3 separate regions of the Sus scrofa genome follow, and regions 2 and 3 are each linked to region 1. A link is a contact called in public Hi-C and HiChIP or PLAC-seq data. All regions are on one chromosome and are shown on one strand. Each heading gives the region's core, a stretch centred on a gene start, on an enhancer-like site or on the middle of the called end of the contact. The rest is flanking DNA. Distances are from core to core; before and after follow the strand shown.

Region 1 (2,700 bases), core at 35-2,534:
ACCTCTGTATTTTCTATGACACTCCCATCAAGCAGTCAGGAATTCTGGAGTAACTGGAGCCTGAAATCAACCTCCACTGTGTGGTGGAGCTGCCAGCTCTGCACTGCCAAGCATTTGGAGAGGAGATATCCCAAATAATGGCCCTCGATGTCAATTCAAATGAGCATCTGTAAACATGCTAGACATTGTGGAAGAACCACAGAGAGACCTGGAAGCAAGGTTAAATATGACTCAGTCCCAGCCCCTACAAGATTCCTAAAAGTACAACTGCAGGCAGAGAACATGTGTTCAAGGACCACTCAGGTGCTTATGGATGGTGTGACTCTGATGGCCAATCACAGTACTTTCAGATCAAGGTATAGAGTTTTCCAGAGGCTATGCTTTCCTCTCCCAGGTAGGCTGTGATGTTACCTATATATTTGCAGCTTAGGAAGTTATAAGCTTAGTAAGGATATTAATAATCACATTTATAGAAAACTTTACTACGGGCCAAAGATTGATCTAAGTGCCTTACGTGGATGAACTTTCCCAATCCCCATAATCACCACTTAAGGGATGTCCTATTATTATCTCCATCTTCAAGTTGAGCAAACCAAGACACAGAATTGAAATAATTCCCTCCAGATCACAGAGCTAACAAGTGGCTCTCGAGCCTGGTTGAAAGTAAGGCGGGTGTGAGGAATTCTTTTTAATCTGGGCGGGAGGAGCGCTGGCTGACCACTCAGAACCCTCAGAGGCCCAGTAGGTCAGCGCTTTGCCCAGCCGTCCAGTTTTTAATAGAGCTCCCAGGTGGCCACATGTATAATTAGACCGTCGTCGGAGTTCTGCGGGTTGCGTCTGGGCTCCATTAATGAACTGGCTAGGACACACGGCCCCTGATTTCTTTGTTCCCTGGCAGAGGGATCTGGGTCAGGAAGAAAGGGTGAGGGGAAGGGAAAGACCAAAATGGCCTCAAGTCCAGTGACACAGCTTAGGATGCTGAGTATACAACCCATCTGCATTATAACCCCCGGTAGGGCTGTGCCTGCCTCTGACTCTCTGCAAAGAGTCAGCGGAAAACATGACACCGTGAGGCGGTGTCAGAGTACCTGGGCTCCGGCTCCATTCAGCGCCTCCGGCTCTGCACGGCAGAAGCAGAACCGCGTGGGTGTAGGTGGGTGTGTGTCTGGTTCCAAGCACACGCCAGCCGCTGATGTCACAGAGCCTCGCCTACCCCGTGGCATATTAAACAGCGGTGAATCACTCGCTCTCATGGTAACCATTCACAACCAGAACGGCCGAGGAGGGAAAACCCCCAGGGCTGCACAGAATGACACTCTGCAACGGAAGGACCGAACGACGCCCAGAAGCTGCTCACTGACTCTAACCATGAGCTCTTTCAGAGAAGAGAGGGCTGTTCAGCTCTTCTGAGTCACCATGACTGTGAGCCATCTGGAAACAGAAAGAGTGACTCAAGAGAGCACTACCTGTCCTGGAAATGGGGTCACAGAGCCGGCGGTGGGGGAAGGGGGCTGAAGGCAGGAAGAGCAAGAGATGAGAATCACGTTTCCTCAAAGCTGATGCTCTTCTCAATTCGTTTTGATGACAGCAGTCCTTGCAGAAGGCCGGCGACTCCAACGTAGCAGAGGTCCGTCCGCCTCCGAGCTTCGGAGAGACGGAGCCCGGAAATGAAAGAACTTGACGTTACAGTTGAGCGTGTACAGCAGTCACATTTGATCGTCAGAGACAGGAAAAATGATCTGGGCTAGACCAGAAAAATCCTCCGCCTACTTTCTCTTTTAAATCATATTCCTGGATTTAATATACCAATTACAGCTGCCAGGACTAATGAGGCAACTGGGAGGGAGGAAGCAGTGTGGGAAGAGACGAGATGGGGGCAGGGGGGAGCTCCTTTACCCACTGGGAAGCCAAGAAGTTAAAAATTTCCTAGTCGGGAAAGGGAGCTGGTCCTAATTTCCTCCCTCCCTCCCTCCCTCCTTCTCTCTGACGTGCTCCTCTGTAAGGAAATATTTTTTTAGGTCCGACTTGGCCAGTCAAAGAGCTGTCGAAGAAACCACCTCTTTGGTACGGATTAGCCCCCCCTCCCCCTCCCCCCGGAAAATGTCACTTAATGGTCTTCTTGGGACACAGGGGAGAGGCTAACTTGCTATATGAGGATGAGCCTAGTCTCAAAAAAAAAAAAAAAGACCAGAAGTTTTTCAGTCAGGCAGACCTGGGTTCAAACTCTGGTTCTGCCATGTCTGAACCCGAACAAGTCCTAACCTTTCTGAGCCCTATTGTCTGTCCTCCATCTGAAAAAAAAGGAGTGTGATGATGGTTATCTTGCAGATCAGTTCACAGAATTAAATGAGATGATGTGTACGAAGCGCAACACAGTGTTTCTGATTTTAAAAGTTTCTTTTTCAAGGCCAAAGAAAGCCGCCTCCGCCTTTCCTTCCCTGACCTGCTTTCCACACCACTTAAGAATATTCAGAAGCCGATGGAAAGTTTAATCTAGACAATACATTCACATTTTGTGTGCGTTTCTGGTTTATCTTTTTGCCCCGCTAGGAAAAATTAAATGTAATCACGGCGGGAAGAGAGGTGGTGGCGAACACTTAGGTTCCCACATGTAGGGTCAGTTCTGGGGTGTTCTGCACGCGGCCTCCCATGTTGGCGTGAGTTCTCCTCTCAGTGAGTGGACTGGACAAACCTGGCCAA
Region 2 (2,700 bases), core at 51-2,550, 160 kb before region 1:
AGGTGCCCAGGCCAATCAAGTCAAATTTCTAACACAAAATAGCATGTCGTGGAACCTGTTCTATTTGTCTCCCCCCGCCCTTCACCCCCAATAAGAAAGCAAAGATTTTTCTGTGTAGGAGCAGTACTGGTCTTTCTAGTTGGAGGAAAAGTGGTAAGGAATTTGGTAACAATTTACTGTTGTTAAAACAACAAATTATCTTTTAAAAATAGATTATCCACACCTATAGGAGGAGGAATCTCTAGAATGCACAAAATAAAAGCTGGCTCTGAATTACCCATCCAAATGTGCACTGAAGTGCAGCAAACAACTGATCATGTGCAACTACAGCTTTTCTTTCCCAGAAATAGCAACTAAGAAAGAACTTTTTAAAAATCAAAAATATATAATTTCACTAAAATGTTTTACACTTGGAGACTATTAGAATTTTATTTATTTATTTTGCTGTGGAAAAGTCACAATAACCAACAGGAGTAATGCATTTTCTTTTAAATTAGCAGATGTCATGGTGGTTAAGGGTGGGGTGGAGGTTCAGAGAAAGAAGTTGGCAAGAAAAGGTTCAGGGCCTGTTGCAAAATCAACTGCTAGCCAAGTGTGATTCCAGCTATATGGGAACTACCTGTTACAACAGAAAGAAGGGTCTAAAAGATGAAATGAGAAGGGAGTGAGCTTAAGCATCATTTTCCCAATTATCTTGTAAATAGCTAAGGGAACACGTAGGTGTTTCTATCAAACACACGTGAATACAATATTTGCTACATGTACTTTAAGAAGACAATGATATAATTACTTGTATACTGCTAGTGAATCAAGGAAAACCCCTGAAAATAGATGGCTTATGATTGGTAATAGTAATAACTACCTGGGCACTTACCAGTTGTTTTATTTAATCCTCACAACCACACTGTTTCAGAGGGTGTTTAACAGATGAGGAAACTGATACACAAAACAGCTAAGTAGAATGTTCAAGGTCACACATTTAGTAAGGGGTGGAGTCAAGATTCATCTAGGTCTGTCAGACTCCAAAGTCCACGTGGTCCCAATTCTGCTGTACCATGCACTATACGAATGTACATCATAGTCTTTGAAAACTTTACTTTTTGAACTTGAAAAACAAATTACAAGGCACCTCCTAAACAGTTTAAAGCCTCCTAGCAGTTGCCAAGACTTCAATGACGTATTAGTGTGCAGTTAGAAAAGACAGAAATTCATTTTACATGCTTAGGGAAACAAACAGTTTTGCTTAGACTAGTGCGAAATCAAAAATCTAAGTCAATTTGTCTCAAAATGGAATAAACAATGTTTCACTAGAACCTACTTTAAACACTTTTCTCGTAACAACATAACACATTAGAGTTCCTTTTTTTCCAGCCCTTTTCAAAGAGGAAATATTCTAATTTCCTAAAATTAGAGAAAGACTTCACTTCTAAAAAAAATTATGGACAAAAAAGTGAACGACACAGAATAACGTGTGTTGACTTAAGAGTATCATGATCACAATGTAGCGATCCCGTAAAAGATGTGCCCCAAATATGTATTTGAAATTTGATAAAAGTGAGAACTTCTTAAAGGTAGAGAGCAAATCTCAAAAACTGATATAACGATTCACGTGGGCTTTGTTCTTTGTCTCATCGTCACATTAAACATATGATTGTGCGGAAAAGCATTAAAAGAGAAGTAAAAACGACTAGGCGATAGAAAAGAAAAACTGTCAATGAATGCGAGCAGTTGTAGACTACGAACGTCAGGAGAAATCGAGTGATCGCCTTTTGGAGGTTAGTTGTTTATGGGTCGATTTCTTCATTTCTTAATTATGAGACTGAATTTTTTCTTTTTCCAAAATAGATGCTCTTAAGCACTTGAAAGTGCAGGTTTATTTCTTACAAACTGAATCAAGCGAGATGTAGATAGTCGCTGCTTAGAAAGCCCTCTTGGATCTGCGTGAATCCTTCCCAGCCCACGTGGCCAAAGTAAACAGAAGGTGGGCCGGGGCGGGGAGAAGCGGGCCTCGGTCAATTTCCTAATTTGTCGAGTCTTTAAAACTACAGACCCCTAAAGCACTAAGGGCATGCCCTCGAAGAAACTCGGGAGTGCTTCTGCTGAGCGAGATTAAAGGGACTGTGTAGAGAGGATGCCAAAGCGGGGGCGAAGAGGGGCTGGTGGACCTACCAGGGGGTGGGGTGCGGGCTCGAGCGGGCAGACCTGGGTGCGCGCTGGGGTGCGTGAGGGCATACCTGCCAGGAGGTGGGAGTCAGGGAGGGTGCCAGGCAGCAGGGGGGTGTGCACCTAGTCTAAGGGGGCGGAGGGGAACGGCACCAACAAAAAGTTTCAAAGGTTAAGCTAGGGTCTTGCATCCTCGTGCCAGGGACACATGCCGCCTCCCCCTTTGCGCCTGCCTGGAGCCTTCACCCGGGTAGAGACCTATCCGAGGGTCCCCGGGGAACCCCGGGTCTGACGGCGGCGTCGTCCGGAGGCCGGACGTTCCCTGGAGCCCGCGCGCTCCTCAGAGCGCAGCGCTTCGCCGGCTCGCTCCCCAGTCCCGGCCTCGACCGCGCGCCCCCACGTTCGGCTCCAGGTGCCGCCGGCTTTTGTGCGGGGAGCCGCGGGGCCGGGGGCCGATTCCCGGGAGCCGGGGCCGAGGGCCCCGGGGCGGCGACAGAGGCCAGGGCGGAGGAGGCGGCGGCCCGGCGGAGGGGGAGG
Region 3 (2,700 bases), core at 161-2,660, 240 kb before region 1:
TGAAACTTAAGAAAACACGTGTCTGGGCAATGGGTTAAAGATCAGGTGTTGTTATTGCCACTACTTGAGCCACCGCTGTGATGTGGGTTCAATCCCTGCCCCCAGAACTTCCACATGCCCTGGGGGTGGCCAAAAGAAAAAAAAAAAAAAAAAAAAAAGGAGTTCCCATTGTGGCTCAGTGGTAAGGAAGCCCACTACTATCCACAAGGATGCGGGTTCTATCCTGGCCTAACTCAGTGGGTTAAGTATCCAGCATTGCCATAAGCTGTGGTGTAGGTCAAAGAAACAACTCAAATCCTGCATTGCTGGGGCTGTGGGGGGAAGCTGCAGCTCCAATTCCACCCCTAGCCTGGAAACTTACATATGCCACACACACAAAAAAAAAAAAAAAGGAAAAGAAAGAAAAGAAAACTCATGTTCTCACCAATGATTCTTTCACTACTGCCATTGTCTTTCCCATAAAAGTCTGAGACCCAGCAACATATAGCCACTCCTCCTGGTTCTTGTAAGTCTCTGTTTCACCAAAAGGTCTTAATCACCCAAACTTAACCATTTTATCACTTCACCACAAGAAAGAAAGAGGATGGAACTTTCAGAAGTCAATACAGAAGAAATGGAAACTGTGAAGTTAGACAAAGCCCTAAGAGAGGGACTAAGGATGACCTATGAGCACAGTGGGTAATGGTGGTCCAGTTGCTGGAGACCAGAGACCCTTTAGAGCAGCTCACTTGAAGGACATGCTCTTTCTGTGCTGACTCTAGAGTGAGGTCTACCCATGGGGTGGTGGTGGTGTGATTTGTGTTATATGGAGCATAGTTGTCAAAGAAATAAAGTTTTTTTCAGCCTTATAGGTCTCAACAATCCCCCCCTCCCAAAAAAAGAAAAATCAAATAACGAAACTTAAACACATGTACATGGCATTTGGCATCATGTCACAGAAAGATTTTTGCATCACTGAACAGGTAGTTGCTGACTTGAAATGGGATTTCTCTTCCGCACTGGGAACAGCAGACACATGACAATAGAAGGAGAAAATAAGCATATCCCTCACAGACTCTTTTCTTTGTTTTATTCATTCAGGAGTTTCATGTTCTAGGGAGCATTTGCCTTGCTTCTGTTCTGTTCCGGGGCCTATCCTGTTTCCATACCCAGATGAAGTATTCCTGGAATTTAAGGTGTCATTTTACCAGCCTAACCACAAGCTCTGCATTGTTTCCTCTGCTCCACTCTCACCCTTAACAATACCTCTTCCTCAATACTAAATGCAGTGTCTAGGACCCAGAGAAGGATACTGAGTCCTCTGCCCCTGCATATCTTCAAAAAAAAGTAAGACCAGCAGAGCAGTAAAGTGACAGGCCCATTGTTTGAGCCCAGTGCCGGGACTTCCCCTTTTGTAGAAGCTGAGTCACATTTTTCCTGTTGTCAACTTGAAGCCTGTCCGTTGATGTACGATAGGGCTATCTTGCTGATGTAGAAAGCCAGGCAGACAGATTTCCCTGCATTTGTTTGCCTTACCTTGGACCCTTACCAATTAGAAACTGTCCACTGGCCAAAGGAGATAAGACACGGTTTATTAAAGCTCAGATACTAGACTGAATGAACTAATTTCTGACAATTTTCTTCTGTGAATGCACCATCCGAGGTTTCTGCCTTGTGCAATCTTACTGATTTTGACACACGTCTTTTGGGATGTATATGTGTGTTTTATTTTTGATATCTGTTCAGTTGACACATGCTTTCAGACCACACATATCTTTGATTGGCTGGCAAATTGTGAAAACAGGAAGTCAAAGGATGGAATCAACTGTGAAACAAGCATAAAAAGTGAAGTTTTCTACTTAAGTGCCAAGATGGGAATGCTGTTAGGAGAAACAAACAAACAAAAATGAAATGATAATATCAGTATAATTCTAACAGGAAGAATGAGCATCCAGAATGCTCTAATTATCATATTTTCAGGGCCTTAGAACCAACGAAACCGTTACAAATCTTAATCCACACTATTGTTGCTAGACATGATAATATCTCCAAAATTAGGCAAGGGGTGTGATAATGACATTTGCTGGCTGGGAAATATTTGCGATAATATTTTTTGTCTGAAAATCACTATCTCTGTTGAGCTTAAAAGAAAAAAAATTTATTTTCTAATTTAATCCTTTCATTTATTTGGCAAATATCTATTGAGTTCTTACTCTAGGACAGGATTTGGGGGGAGGTCATAGAACTTTCTCTTTTTGCGTATAAGTTTTTGCACAGAATTTTCTTGTAGTTCTTCAAAGTTGCCAAGCATCAGTCCTCCTGTAATATTATTCTTCTATGGTGCATTCTCAAAATGAAGGGTTTTTGTTTGTTTTTTTTTAATCACTAGTGTAAAGACTAAAAGATATCCTCAGGAGTTCCCATCATGGTGCATTGGAAACAAATCCAACTAGAAACCATGACGTTGCAGGTTCGATCCCTGGCCTCTCTCAATGGGTTAAGGATCCAGCATTGCCATGAGCTGTGGTGTAGCTCACAGACGCGGCTCAGATCTGGCATGGTAGTGGCTGTGGCTGTGGCCATGCCTGTGGCTGTGGATGGCAGCTGTAGCTCTGATTCGACCCCTAGCCTGGGAATCTCCATATGCCGTGAGTGCCTCCCTAAAAAGCAAAAAAAAAAAAAAAAAGATATCCTCAAATCAGTGTTTGAGGAACTCAGGCA

What was found. A called contact is a pair of places that touch in the nucleus more often than the background predicts. HiChIP or PLAC-seq counts read pairs in DNA pulled down with a chosen protein or histone mark.
Region 2: a Hi-C map of embryonic fibroblasts shows a contact between it and region 1, with 2.5 times the contacts expected there. The contact joins the promoter of TET2 here to the enhancer-like site in region 1. A contact is called at or near these places in 5 of 47 Hi-C or Micro-C datasets (embryonic fibroblasts, fibroblasts, skeletal muscle and 1 more) and 1 of 2 datasets of contacts at active chromatin or transcription factors (alveolar macrophages).
Region 3: a contact with region 1 is called in an H3K27ac HiChIP or PLAC-seq map of alveolar macrophages. The contact joins two enhancer-like sites. A contact is called at or near these places in 1 of 47 Hi-C or Micro-C datasets (fibroblasts) and 1 of 2 datasets of contacts at active chromatin or transcription factors (alveolar macrophages).

The regions. Positions count from the first base shown.
Region 1 is chr8:116,385,060-116,387,759 of Sscrofa11.1, reverse strand. No RefSeq gene overlaps it. Among named protein-coding and RNA genes, the nearest start is that of PPA2, 140 kb to the right of the region's middle. Within about 2 kb of position 1,284, at least 47 of the 83 cell types and tissues checked have an H3K27ac peak or open chromatin away from gene starts, as enhancers often do. A contact at or near this core is called in alveolar macrophages, embryonic fibroblasts, skeletal muscle and 1 more, where this site is marked.
Region 2 is chr8:116,545,576-116,548,275 of Sscrofa11.1, reverse strand. It overlaps TET2 (methylcytosine dioxygenase TET2), which reads left to right and starts at 1,300. Exons shown (of 11, transcript XM_013978993.2): 1 at 1,300-1,775.
Region 3 is chr8:116,620,586-116,623,285 of Sscrofa11.1, reverse strand. All of the region lies in intron 4 of LOC110262179 (a long non-coding RNA gene), which reads right to left. Among named protein-coding and RNA genes, the nearest start is that of TET2, 75 kb to the right of the region's middle. Within about 2 kb of position 1,410, at least 23 of the 83 cell types and tissues checked have an H3K27ac peak or open chromatin away from gene starts, as enhancers often do. A contact at or near this core is called in alveolar macrophages, where this site is marked.